Linked DNA regions of Mus musculus: region 1 is linked to region 2. The links are chromatin contacts, called in public HiChIP or PLAC-seq maps. All regions are on one chromosome and are shown on one strand. The core of a region is the stretch at or near the end of the contact, and the rest is flanking DNA. Distances in the headings are between cores, read along the strand shown.

What was found. HiChIP or PLAC-seq counts read pairs in DNA pulled down with a chosen protein or histone mark.
Region 1: an H3K27ac HiChIP or PLAC-seq map of extraembryonic endoderm stem cells shows a contact between it and region 2. The contact joins the enhancer-like site here to the promoter of Cox14 in region 2. A contact is called at or near these places in 2 of 39 promoter capture datasets (frontonasal cranial neural crest and macrophages), 2 of 115 datasets of contacts at active chromatin or transcription factors (extraembryonic endoderm stem cells and neural tube) and 3 of 9 other capture datasets (adipose tissue, liver and pancreatic islet).

The regions. Positions count from the first base shown.
Region 1 is chr15:99,622,895-99,630,211 of GRCm38.p6, reverse strand. Racgap1 (Rac GTPase-activating protein 1) reads left to right here. Exons shown (of 17, transcript NM_001253808.1): 10 at 1,414-1,578; 11 at 3,655-3,750; 12 at 3,831-4,029; 13 at 5,869-5,974; 14 at 6,153-6,285; 15 at 6,520-6,643. Among named protein-coding and RNA genes, the nearest start is that of Gm34765, 25 kb to the right of the region's middle. Within about 2 kb of position 4,706, at least 4 of the 459 cell types and tissues checked have an H3K27ac peak or open chromatin away from gene starts, as enhancers often do. A contact at or near this core is called in extraembryonic endoderm stem cells, where this site is marked.
Region 2 is chr15:99,723,953-99,730,627 of GRCm38.p6, reverse strand. Cox14 (cytochrome c oxidase assembly protein 14) reads right to left here and starts at 5,010. Exons shown (of 2, transcript NM_183256.3): 1 at 4,780-5,010; 2 at 2,492-2,983. The coding sequence starts at 2,975. The coding sequence ends at 2,802. It overlaps Gpd1 (glycerol-3-phosphate dehydrogenase 1 (soluble)), which reads right to left. Exons shown (of 8, transcript NM_010271.3): 8 at 5,614-6,675. It overlaps Gm16537 (predicted gene 16537), which reads left to right and starts at 6,154. Exons shown (of 3, transcript NR_155353.1): 1 at 6,154-6,311.

The DNA of each region.
Region 1 (7,317 bases), core at 3,457-5,956, 100 kb after region 2:
GAGCTGCCCAATGAGTGCTGGGAATTGGATTGTGTGCTTTGCAAGAATAATAAGTTCTCTTAGGCTCTGAGTTGTCTTTGTAGCTCCATTGGCCTCTGCCATGCTGGAATTATAGGTGTGAGCCACCGTTGCCTGGCTTTGCTCATCCATTTAAATGTACAACCTGCTGACATTCAGCGTAGTCATATAATTGGGTATCTGTCAACAGTAGCAATTTTAGAACAGTTTTACCCCCAAAAGTGAAATCCTAAACCTAATAGAATTTCCCCCACTGTCCTATGCCACACCAACATCCAGTAGCCATTGGCTGCCACCATAGACACCACTCTTGTCTCTATGGGCTGTCTATTGTAAGACATTTCCTATACACGAGGCATATAGTATGTGTGCCTTTGTGTCTGGCCTCTCTCAGTCAGTCACCCCTTCTCTAGCCTGTTTGTTTTGTTTCTCTTTATTAATTTGATGAATGATGTCACCTATATGGAAAGCATATGCCGCATATCCATCCATCAGTGGACAGAGCTTGAGGGTTTTCTATCTTCATCTGCTACATATGTGCACAAATGTCTCGTAGACGTTTTTGTTCCTGTTGGATATGCGTCTCTAGAAGTGGTGTTGCTGGGTCGTTTTGTAGCTATGCTTATCTTTCTGAGGTTCTCCTAGACCTTCCCTCAGGTGGCTACTGTATTTTATTTTACATTGCTGAGTAGTGTATGACTTTCAGCTTCTCTAGATTTTGTCAACACTTACTAAACGTATGACAAGCTCTGTTCTTTGAGAATTTCAGACATGCATGTAGTGTGTGGAGACCCCGTTCTCTGGCCCTCTAAAACATCTCAACACGCTGCCGCACTCAGCATCATGTCCTCTTTTTATTTTTTAGTAATTAATTGCGTCTCATTAGTGCTGCCGTGTATGCATAGGTATGAGGATTCATGCACTGGAGCACGAGAAACGTCTCTGCAGCCTCCAGAGAACAGCCACTCCTACGTTCTGCAGCACGGGTCGGGGAAGGGCTCCTAAGGATCCACCCCTAACTGAGGAGGGATTGGCAGTTGGCCTTTTGTCTTTTTTTCTTCATCTTCCTCCTCTTCTTTTTTTTGAGACAGGGCTTCATTTTGTAGCCCGGGTTGGTTTTGAGCTCACAGAGATCCAGTTGCCTTTGTCTCCTAGGTACTTGAATTAAAGCATGTCACCATGTTCACCAGAGCACTGCTATGATTAAAATGAAGAAAACAAGACCTATTTTACAGTTTTTGTTGTTGCTATTGTTGTTGTGGTGGTGGGAATTATTATATTAGCATGTGTGATGGGCCTAAAATGTTGTTTCATACACACTGTGCGCTTGATGCATGTGGTTGACAATAACTGTTATTCATATTATTCTATGCTTCTGCCCTGTTGTATCTTCAGGTTATTAAGCCTGAATCTTGTGTTCCGTGTGGAAAGCGGATCAAGTTTGGCAAGCTGTCTCTGAAGTGTCGAGACTGTCGTTTGGTCTCCCATCCAGAATGTCGGGACCGATGTCCCCTTCCCTGCATCCCCCCCCTGGTGGGGACACCGGTTAAGATTGGAGAGGTAAGTATCATGGCAGCCAACCACCATTTGTCTGTAAAAGGCATAGTGTCAGGTTTTTATTTTAAAATTATTGATCTTAAAAAAAAAAAAAAAAAAAAAAAAAAAAAAGCCAGGCATGGTGGCACACGCCTTTAATCCCAGCATTTAGGAGGCAGAGGCAGGCGGATTTCTGAGTTCGAGGCTGGCCTGGTCTACAGAGTGAGTTCCAGGACAGCCAGGGCTATACAGAGAAACCCTGTCTCGAAAGAAAACCAAAAAAAATAAAATAATAATAATAATAAATATATATATAAAATTATTGATCTCAAATAAAATTTCCCTCCATGAAAAATGAATAGAAATAGTAAAATGTCAGAATGTTGTTTGGACCTTTCTACAGCAGGTCGTCGTCGTCGTCGTCGTCGTCCCCCCCCCCCCCCCCCCGCTCCTAGGAAGATCTCACACATGCACAGTAGCCATTCTTATAGCCTACCCCTGGCTCCTACCATTTAACTTTACAGTCGTGAACTCAAAGCTGTTCTTGTCCTCGATCTTACCTGGTGAATTCTTTCTTATTCTCTTTCTTCTTATTATTGTTATTAATATTTTGATTTTTTTCAAGACAGGGTTTCTTTGTGTTTCCCTGGCTGTCCTGGAATTTGCTCTGTAGACCAGGCTGGCCTTAAACTTGGAGATCCACCTGCCTCTGCCTCCTGAGTGCTGGGATTAAAGGCCTCTGCCACGATGCCTGTTTTATTTTATAAAAATTATCAGTTTATTTAGGTCTAGTCAAAAAACTCAAAGACTGATTTAATTACTATTATGTATGTGTGTGTGTGTGTGCATGTGCATACCAGAGCCTCTCTAGCTGTAGTTACAGGTGGTTGTGAGGCATGGGACATGGTCCTTAGCACTAGAAAGAAGGTGTGAAACTCTGGCAGTGTCAAAGCTGTTGTGTACTAAGGTACAACTTGTGTATTGTGTGTAATAAGTGCCTTGACTGTACTGTTATTCCAAATGTAAGTCCATCATCTTCTCAGCTGTGGAGCTTCTCCAGGCTGCTTTTCCCTGCCAGACCATATCACAGAGCAGCCCTGACGCTCCTGTACGGGGCTTTAGATGCCAGCACGAAACTGAGTAGTGGTTACTTCTTGTTGAGTGCAGAGCTAATGTAGGCCTAGCCAAGACTCGAGAGGGAAGAGATTGTTACCTTCAGTAGGCAAGGGGTATACTGGGATCATCCGCTCTCAAAGATCTCCAGCTCAGGATCCAGACTCAGAGATCTGCTTCCCTCTGTGCCACCACACCCAGCTTAGGCTGTGAGCTCCTCGGGGCTGGCTTTCTCTTGTCCCGAGTAGAAGAAAAGGACTTTTCTTGCTCACAAAAGTGTAGCCGGGCATGGTGGCGCACGCCTTTAATCCCAGCACTTGGGAGGCAGAGGCAGGTGGATTTCTGAGTTCGAGGCCAGCCTGGTCTACAGAGTGAGTTCCAGGACAGCCAGGGCTACACAGAGAGAAACCCTGTCTCGAAAAACCAAAACCAAAAAACAAACAAACAAAAAAAAAGTGTGTGTGGTTATATAGACCACAGCATGAAGACAGAAGTGACTAAAGGCTCTATGTAGATGGCCTCAAACTCTGCTCCTCCTGCCTCTATCTCCAGTGTGCTGGGATACACGCATCGCCCACCACAGGACCTCATGCCTGTCAGGCGTATGCTCATGTCAGGCCTTGAGCTGCACCTTACTCCTCCAAGACTCTTCAGAAATGTTATTATTTAAACTATGTATGAGTAGGGTATATACACAGGAGTTTAGGTGCCTCTGGAGGCCAGAGATGTCAGAGTCCCCTGGAGCTGGAGTTACAGGTGGTTGTGAACCCCCTGATGTGGGTGCTGGGAAGTGAACCCAGGTCCTCTGGCGAACAGCACAGGCTTTCAGCTGCCGGCCACCTCTCAGTCCCCGAGTCTGTTTTAGCACGTACTTGTAGAATAGAAGTTCAGACGCTGACACACTTTGCTAGTGTTTAGTGACAGCTCTGTGCATGAGCCCTTCTCTCTCGGTCTCGGCAGTGTAAATAACAAAGCCCCTTCTTCCAGGGCATGCTGGCCGACTTCGTGTCGCAGGCTTCTCCCATGATCCCTGCCATTGTCGTCAGCTGTGTCAATGAGATCGAGCAGCGAGGCCTGACTGAGGTGAGGAGCTTGAGCCCGGTGAGTTTGTGGTCTGCGATGGTGATTTGGAAGTTCCTAAGTAAGTGTCATCTCTATAACAGGCAGGCTTGTACAGGATCTCAGGCTGTGACCGCACAGTGAAAGAACTGAAAGAAAAATTCCTTAAGGTGAAAACTGTGCCCCTCCTCAGCAAAGTGGACGATATCCACGTCATCTGCAGCCTCCTGAAGGACTTCCTGCGCAACCTCAAAGAGCCCCTCCTGACCTTCTGGCTGAGCAAAGCCTTCATGGAGGCAGCAGGTGAAGGCAGAACTTGACTGTGGCGTCAGCCGATCCAGGGCTGAGCTGTGTTTACAGTTTACTAATTTTTCCACCACCTGTGCAGTGTCTGAAGTGTCCTAGGTACCCAGACTGTTGGGTGGGTGAGTGACTGTCCTCGCCTCCCATCATGCCGTTTCTTCCCTGAACTAGAGAGGCTAAGAGATGCTCTGTGGTTGAGCACTGGCTTCTCTTCCAGAGGGTCTGGTTTTGATTCGTAGCTTCTGCAAGGGTGGGTCACACTATTTGGAACCCCAGACCGGAAGGATCTGCTGTACTCTTCTGCCCCCTCAGGCACCACATAAATGCTGGCAACGTATGTGTACACATAAAATAAAGGGAAGAATTAAACTAACTTAGACTTCGTAGGACTCACTGTGGGTCTTGATTCTTGGTCAGGTTTTAGGTTGTCCCTTTGAAAATAGAACCAGCTTTGATTCCTTTCTTTTCCACCACAGACCTTGTTAGCAGCCTGTAAATACACTTTAAATTTGGTATTTGTCACGAGTCCTGGTACTCAGCTGTCCTCAGAATATGTTGAGAACCTGCTAACAGATTGTCGAGTTTCTGCTTGTGCCCCTACATGATAGCATCTGTGTGGTGCTGGTGTGGTCCTTTTACACTCAGAGTTACTGGTGGCCCTTTTGTCTCTGTCCACCATTGTTTTGTTTTGTTTTGTTTTTTGAGATAAGGTTTCATTGTGTAGTTCTGGCTGTCCTGGAACTCACTTTGTAGCCCAGGCTGGCCTCATACTCAAAGATCTACGTGCCTCTGCCTCCAAGTGCTAGGATTAAAGTCATGTGCCACCATGGACTGGCTTGTCCATCATTTTTAGACTAACTCCAGTCTTTAACATGGTTGAAGAGACCTGCAGACTTGGCTCCTGGTCATTGTCTGCAACACCATTTTCTTTATGCCCCTCCTTCCTCTTTTCTAATCCTGGAGTCTTGGATTTCTTTTTATTTTATGTGTATATTTTATGTATATGTTAAGAGCCAGTGAGTGCTCTTAACTGCCGAGCCATCTCTCCAGCCCAGAGTCTTGGATTTGTAGCACACACCCACCTCACGTCCTTCCCATTTGCTGCAGTCTTATCCCTAGCAGCTTCCCCTGACATCTCTGTACTGTGTTACTTCTCTCTCCCCGGTTTCTCTTCACACATTTTGTCCTTAGAAACACGTTTCCTAAGCCAGGTGCATGACGTGGTAGTCCAGCGCTTGGGAAGGATGGCAGGAGGGCCGGATGTTTGAGACCAGCTTTGGCTACATAGTGAGTTGAGACTGGAGTAAGCTACCTGGAACCCAGTTTTTAAAACTAACCACAAAACCCGCCTTTATGGCCATCTTGTGAGAAGCAGGCCCTGTTACTTTAGCATTCCACGTGCTCATTTTCTTTTTTCCTGAATACTGCTTGACATGTGTTTTGTTTTTTGCATTTCCTGACCAGCTCTTTGATTAGAGTATTTATTCCATTAAACAAGGCCTCTTTTCGTTTCGTTATCCTCACATTTAAAAATAGCACGTGGTACATAGTAGGCCCTCAAGTGTCCTATGATTGTTGATGGTTTATCACTGCACTTGTGTGTCTTCCCAGCAAATGGGTTGCCAGCTGCTTTCTCTTAACTGAGTTTTAGGAAGTTCTGACTTCTCATTGAACTGTTGGCCAGTGTCCTGCCTGTTAATGAAACTAGAGTCTGGTGCTGTCATGAACCGCATCAGAAGTTTCAGAAGCTCCGTGTATAGGTGGGCCTTTGTGGTCGATAGCCTTGAAGCTGCTGTCCAGGGAAGAGCCTGGACCTTTAATGCTTTCTTGTCATCACAGAGATAACAGATGAAGACAACAGCACAGCCGCCATGTACCAGGCTGTCAGTGAGCTGCCCCAGGCCAACAGGGACACGCTAGCCTTCCTTATGATCCACCTACAGAGGTTAGTACAGCGGATGCTTAGTCTGAGAGCTAGGGAATCTTCCAAGGAGAAGAGTGTGTGGACAGTGAGTTGTTTTTTCTAGAATGTATATTTTGGTGTATATTTAAGAGGAATAATATGTTTCTTTTTTCCCCCCACCTCCCCTGAATAATGTTTCTTAATATAATCTTTTATTCAGAGTGTCTCAGAGTCCAGACACTAAGATGGATATTGCCAATCTAGCTAAAGTCTTTGGCCCTACAATAGTTGCCCATACTGTGCCCAATCCAGATCCAGTGACAATGTTCCAGGACATCAAACGTCAGCTCAAGGTAGGGTTCATGGTGTGCACACACAGATGCAGAAGGTCTGATCTTTGCAATGCACTAACGTGGCACAATGACAGAAATAAGCCTTGCGTGGTGGGTGAGCACATGCAGTGGCCGGCTGTGCTGGGAGGATCTCCCCAGCCTGGTCTACAAGTTCTAGGCAAGCCTGGGCTGCAGAGAGACTGAGAAACACACCAACAACAGAACCTGCAGTAAGGCTGGCTCTGTGCCCTTTAGGTGGTGGAGCGCCTACTCTCTCTCCCCTTGGAGTACTGGAATCAGTTCATGATGGTGGACCAAGAGAACATAGACAGCCAGCGAGGCAATGGAAACTCAACACCACGCACACCAGACGTTAAAGGTCAGTTCTGCCCGACCGAGTTTGTGCTTCTTCAGGAGCTTGGCCGTGGGGCCATTTCCCTGAGCTTCCAGCTCTTTGTAATATCTGGGCTAGGTGTGGTAATAGAGGGCCAGAGGCAAAGAGTTGGTCACCCTCATCTGCACACTGAATTCAGTGCCATTCTGGGTTACATGAGGCCCTCTCTTAACTCCTAATCAGCCCCCACCAACTTGAAAATTCCGTCAGTTTTTCTTTTTTTTGGGGGGGGGGGGGGTTTCCAAGACAGGGTTTCTCTGTGTAGCCCTGGCTGTCCTGGAACTCACTTTGTAGACCTGGCTGGCCTCGAACTCAGAAATCCACCTGCCTCTGCCTCCCAAGTGCTGGGATTAAAGGTGTGTGCCACCACCGCCTGCCATCAGTTTTCATAGTTACAGAGTCCCATCCAATGCCATGGCATTTCTTTTCTTTTTTTTTTTTTTTTAAGATTTATTTATTATATGTAGGTACACTGTAGCTGTCTTCAAACACACCAGAAGAGGGCATCAGATCTCATTATGGATGGTTGTGAGCCACCATGTGGTTGCTGGGATTTGAACTCAGGACCTTTGGAAGAGCAGTCAGTGCTCTTACCCGATGAGCCATCTCTCCAGCACTGCGATGGTATTTCTGGGGTTAAGTCTCACTTTAGGTTTGTT
Region 2 (6,675 bases), core at 3,761-6,260:
ATTTTTAAATATTCAATCTTTATTTTCACATGTATTTTCAGAGATACTTTCTTTTTTGACGTAGGGCCTCTGTAGCACTGGAACTCTGTTCTATGTGGAAAATCTGCCTGCCTCTGCCTCCTGAGTGCCGGGTTTAAAAGCGTGCACCACCACGTGTGACAATCAGAGGATGACTTTTGAGAGCCAGTTCTCTCCTTCCATGTACGGAGTCCCAGGAATCAAATGCAGGTTGTCATCAGGGTGGAGGCAAACACTTTCACCCACTGAGCCATCTCGATGACACTTGACATCTTCTCTACATTTATGTCACATTACATAGTCTTTACATTTTCATTACATCCTTTACAGAAACATGGACGTGTATGTTTTTTTAAAAAGAGATACTGAAAGCTGATCTTTTATTCTTTGAGATGGCCATCCTGAGAGCAGCCAACTGGTGTTCGAACCATGAATACTACTTCCTGCTGCTTCTAGTAGACAGCCCTACTTTTTTTTTTTTTTTTTTTTTGCCTTTGAGACAGAGTTGTACTGTAAAGCCAGGCTGGCCTGGAACTCTCAGAGATCCCCTTATCTCTGCCTCCTTTAGTGCTGGAACTAAAGACAGGAACCATCATACCTAGCAAGTGTCACTATTTAGACAAGCTGTACCTTGGTCCAAGATATCCTAATATATTTACACTCTTAACTGGTTTTGCCTGCTTCTCTCTGATGGGTTGTGCACTGCAATGTATAGACCCATGAGCCAGACATCTTTTAAAAAGAAGGAAAACAGCACTCGGGAGGCAGAGGCAGGCGGATTTCTGAGTTCGAGGCCAGCCTGGTCTACAAAGTGAGCTCCAGGACAGCCAGGGCTATACAGAGAAACCCTGTCTCGAAAAACCAAAAAACCCAAAAAAAAAAAAAAAAAAAAAGAAAAGAAGGAAAAGTTGGTCTGGAGAGATGGCTCATTGGTTAAGAGCACTGGCTGCTCTTCCAGAGGTCCTGAGTTCAATTCCCACCAACTACATGGTGGCTCACAACCATCTGTAATGGGATCTGATGCCCTCTGCTGGCATGTGTGTGCATATGCAGACAGAGACTCATACATCAAAGAAATCTTTTTTTAAAAATTGTACTTTTTTATTTATACTCTTTGTTTTTAGGGACAGGGTTGCTGTGTAGCCCTGGCTGTCCTGGAACTCACTCTGTAGACCAGGCTGGCCTTGAACTCAGAAATTCACCTGCCTCCACCTCCTCAGTACTAGGATTAAGGGTGTGTGCTGCCACTGCCCAGCTAATTAAAATTCTTTTAAAGATTTATGTGTACGGGTGTTTTTCCTGCATGTGTATCTGCACCATGTGCATACAGTGCCCATGATAGCCACAAGAGGGAGTCAGATCTTTTAGGACTGGATTACAGATGGTTCATTATTGCCAGTGGGTGCTGGGAAATGAACCTGGGTCCTCTGCCAGAGCTCTCATGTCCTTCTTTGTATTGTTAGGTGTGGTTTTGTAATATAGAAACTCATAAAGATATATGGCAGGCACAAAAATGCAACTGCAATCTCCACACCCGAGGAGCGGAGGCAGAAGGGTCACTGCAAGATGCATCTCAGTAGTAGAGGGCATGTTTACATATGGCCTGCACAAAGCTCTGTGGTCTTCTCTGACCGAAAAATTTAGGCAAATGCACTAATGCTGGGGCAGATTTTCTCCATGATCCTACACCCTGATACTACTGCTAAAACTAGGTGTCTACATTCATGGGGTGATGAAAACTAAGGTCCAGAAACCCAAGTGTGGTGGTTTGCATAAGAATGGTCCCCCTAGGATCTGGAGAGATGATGGCTCAGTGGTTAAGAGCACTGACTGCTCTTCCAGAGGTCCTGAGTTGAAATCCCAGCAATCACAAGGTGGCTCACAACCATCCGTCATGAGACCTGATGCCCTCTTCTGGGGTGTCTGAAGACAGCTACAATGTACTTAACTGTTATAAATAACTAAATCTTTAAAAAAAAAAAAAAAGGAATAGCCCCCCATATGGTCATAAATTTGATATTTGGTCCCCAAATGGTAGAACTGTTTGGGAAGAACTGGGAGTGTGACCTTACCAGAGGAGGTGTGTCACCAGGGGGGTGGTTTTGAGGTTTTAAAAACCCGCCATTTCCAGTTAGCTCTTTGCCTTGTGCCTGTGGATCAGATGTAAGTTCTCCACTTCTCTAGGGCCATGGCTGCTGGCCTGCTGCCACGCTTCCCACCACGGTGGTGGTCATGGACCCCTCTGAGACTATATGCCCCAAATAAATGCTTCCGTGAGGTAACTTTTTATGGTTTCTTTACGGCAGTAGGAAAGATACTGCCAGGCATGATGGTGCAGGCCTTTAATCCCAACACTTGGGAGGCAGAGGCAAGAGGATCTGATCTCTCTTAGTTCAGGCTAGCCTAGTCTTTTATAGAGTCCCAGGACAGCGAGGGCTATATAGACCCTGTCTTGAACAAACAAAACAGGAAAGAAAGAGAGAGACCAAGCTTTTAGAGAACTCAAAGCCACACCTCTATGATCCATTTACTCTCTGGGTACACAGAACCACTAAAACACAAACAAAGCAAAATATTTAATCTCTGTAATAAACCTCACCCTCACATTCCCATTTACTTGATGGCCTCCATAAACTGTCAGAACGGCACAAGCTAGTAGCACTACAGAAACCAAGGCATTTTAGCCCAGCAGGTTTGAAAGGCATGGGGGCCTAGTTCTTGCCAGGGTTGACATGCAGGAAAATCTTTTCCATTTCAGGCCGCAGGCCTCACGCCTCGCTGCTCTACAGGACTCCTGAGGTCTTCTGCTCTTCTGCAGCCTGGCGCCTGGCACTGCGCAGCTGGAGGTAACGGTAGGCTCGTACACTGCAGAGGTAACCCCCATACACAGTGAGGAGCATCATCGAGGCAGAGAAGGTCTTGTAGCCGATATCGGCTAGCTGCTTGGCAGATGGCATGTCTTCCCCTACAAAGACAGATTGGAGTTGGTCTGCAGGATAGGCCTCTCCTCCTTCCCGGAGAGCCATTCCTTATTTTCATCTTCACGGATGCATCCTATGCTGGTGACTCCTGTGTGGCTGCTCTTAAAAGAGTTAAGCATGGGGCTGGTGAGATGGCTCAGTGGGTAAGAGCACCCGACTGCTCTTCCGAAGGTCCGAAGTTCAAATCCCAGCAACCACATGGTGGCTCACAACCACCCGTAATGAGATCTGATGCCCTCTTCTGGAGTGTCTGAAGACAGCTACAGTGTACTTACATATAATAAATAAATAAATCTTTAAAAAAAAAAAAAAAAAAAAAAAAAAAAGAGTTAAGCATGGCAGTTTCAGAGCTCTGACTCAAAACATCTACACCCGAGGTACAGAAGGCCGGAAACAGGTGTATATGATGCGATGCCATCAGAGCTAACACAGGCTCTCCTTATTTGTGCTTAAAAAGTGACCAGCCGGGGCTGGAGAGATGGCTCAGTGGTTAAGAGCACTGACTGCTCTTCCAGAGGTCTTGAGTTCAATTCCCAGCAACCACATGGTGGCTCACAACCATCTGTCATGGGATCCAATGCCCTCTTCTGGTGTGTCTGAAGACAGCTATAGTGTATTCATATACATAAAATCCAGAAATAAATCTCTTTAAAAAAAAAAAGTGACCAGCCCACCCAGACTATACTAGGAATCAAACCTGGGTCCTCTGGAAGAACAGCAAGGCTCTTAACTGCTGAGCCATCTCTCCAGCCTCAGAACCATATTTTAATCAGGCTACTTATTGTGGTAGTGAAATTCTCCCGAGAGAGGACCTGAAGATAGACTTGAGGATGTGTGTGTCTGGGGGATCCTGCCTGTAGAGTGCCAGAGTCACTTCGCCCTGGTGAAAAGCTAATTTCACCTTGTTCACTGATAGAGAAGATTTGAGTATGATTTAAAGTGGGATGTAACTCAGTGTAGCAGGCACAAAGCCAGAGGTTCAGTCCCCAGAACTGCATTAAACAGAGCATGTGGTATATGCTGGAAATCCCAGCACTCAGGATGTGGACATGAGACCCTGTCAAAAACAAAAAACAAAAAAACGGGGGGGGGGTGTGAAACAAAAAGAAGCAAATCCGAGATAACCTCAAAAACAAACAATAAAACCCTGAAGTTAGAAGCCCAGATACAAGGATTAACTTTGGAAATAAAAGAAACTCTTGAGACTGGCAGAAGGTTTTCATCTGATGGGCATCCTTTACAAAACAAATAAGGATCAAAGCCCTAAAACCACCCCAGCTTCTGTCATTTAGCCCTCTTTGGAGAGACTTGGTGTCCGCAGAAAACAACTTCTGACTAACGGAGCCCAGAAAGGTAAGCTATGAACCCCATATTCTGTAGGATCAGAGAAGGTGGTGAGGACCTCAGAGAAATAAGTGGCTTTGAGGGACCGTGAGGAGCTTTGGGGTTGAGGCGAGCAGTTTCAGAAGGGAGGACAGCCAGGCCGCAGTCACACCAGGAAGGCGGTCGGACTATGACAGCCGGGGAGCCAGCAGGGGCTAGCACAGCGCAGGGACTAGGAGCCGCGCGCTCTCAAGGGCACAGGCCGAGGACGCGCGGTGCGGGACACAGGGGAGCGGAGGGGAGCGCGGTGCGGGGCACAGGGGACAGCAGGGACTCGGAACGGGGAGCAGGGGAACAGCGTGAAAAGCGGCGACACGGGGAGCAGGGGGCGCGGTGCGCCGAGCAGGAGAGCGTGGGGGGAGGGCGAGTGCGCTTGGCCGTCCGGCCCGCGGCCTACCTGGAGGCTGCAACTCGGCCGCGTCAGAGCGATGCCTGCTCAGTCTGCCACTCGCAGAGTCGCGCGGCCGCCGCAGGGCAGGAAGAGGCAGTCACCAACGCGCAGCTCCTCAGCCACTGGTGCTCAGCCCCGCTCCGGACCCGACACCCCCTGCGAAAACTCGCCCACTAAAGCGAGAGCCAGCCTTGAACTTCCGGCTTCTACCTCTCTCTTACGCACGCTCAGTCTAGCCTTCCTCTCGGAAAGGCCCATTGAATTCTGGGGGGTGTGGTTCTGGTCCATCAAGAGCGCTCCTTGGAAAACGGGAAAAATTTTAGCTCAGAATTAGCCAATCCGCAGTCTAAGTTCAGTGACGTAAACTGTAGCTAGGTAGATCCTCGGAATTCTCCAGCGATGGGCCTAGCGCCCCCTACCGCCTGGAGCGGCCCTTTACAGGGTGATCCGGAGGAACCGACCTTAGCTGGACCAGCACTAGTGAGGCCACAGAATGGGTGTAGGGGGTGAGTCGGGGGATGGGAGGGTGACTCGCTAATATTTCTGCCTTGTGCGCGACCTCCTCGTAGGCAGGCAACGTGACAGACCCTGTAAGAAGCGCTGGGAAGACTGGCTGACAGCTTGGGTGGAAGAGGGGATACGAAGCACAAAAGGGGACGGGGGTGGGGTGGGGGGGTGGAGGTGGGGGCTGTGAGCAGAGTGGACGCCAATGCCGATTGATGCCCGAGTGTGGCTGCTATTAAACAAGGATGATTTTTTCCACTTCTTGTCTTACATTGAGTAAAACATGCATGCAGTGATACATGACCCCACACACTGCCACATAAACTCCCCCAACTCTTCCAGTTTCTGGAAAAACCACACTTTATTGGGTAGACAAGTGGCCTGACAGAAGACCTCAGATTCACAGTTGACTGACTGAGCAAACATAGGTTAAGGTGTTGGAATCTGTCTGCATCCCGCCCCAGTCTCCCGGGGAACAGCTCTGAATTGAGTCATGCGTGGGAGGGTTCCAGCCCAGTCGGGATCGATGACAGGGCCCCCCCTCTTCCCCTTACCCGACAGCTCTGACCTTCACTAAGACGGAATTCTTAAAGGCTAGGAGCAGAGAGGGACCTGGCACCTTAATGTGTTAGTTTAATATCAAGCTGGCCAGAGCCACGGTGTCCCAGTTGCTGCCACACAGGAAATGGAGACCCCTGGTGGAGAGAGAAACCTCCAGCTATTTATAGCTAGCGCTCCAGGCTGCTGATCTGTGACATTCTCTTGCTGCCACCCAACTTTGGAACAGGGCCAGTGCAAAGCAGTCTCCCATCCCCCTCTGATCTCCCTCACCCCAGGGCAGGCAGTTTTCAATTGTCCTTCCCTCGAGTTCCCCAGCTCCTGAGGTGTGTGGGTCCGATCTCGCGAGGACCTTGTTCTGTTCCGAGGACAGCTGGCCTTGGACTAGGACCCACCAACCCTTGTGGAAACCTACTGAACCTTTGAGCTGCTCCTTAGTTCTAAGCCTACAGATGCCGGGTGGCCTTCCAGGCTGGGTGAGAACGACTTGGGCAAAAGGAAAGGGCAGAGTCAAGAATATGGGCTGACAGCCCTGAGGACGATAAACTATAAATCCTACATTCTGTTAGACGTGAAGTTGGTGGTGACTGCAGAGAGAAGCGGCCTTGTGGGGAGGACCCTGAGAAGAAAGGTCAGCAGTAGGAGGGGCTGGCCGGGGCCGGAGCTCCTGACTGGGGAGGTGGACAAATAGGAAGGTCAGGGGAGCCTGAGCCATCTGAGCCTGCTGTGAAAAGAGTGTAGCTCTGTCAGCAGATTAGATTCCTGCTCCCCAAAGAGGGTGCTGGCAGCTGGGTGCAGGCAAGGGAAAGCTGGGAAAGGTCACACAGGGTGGGGAGGCCC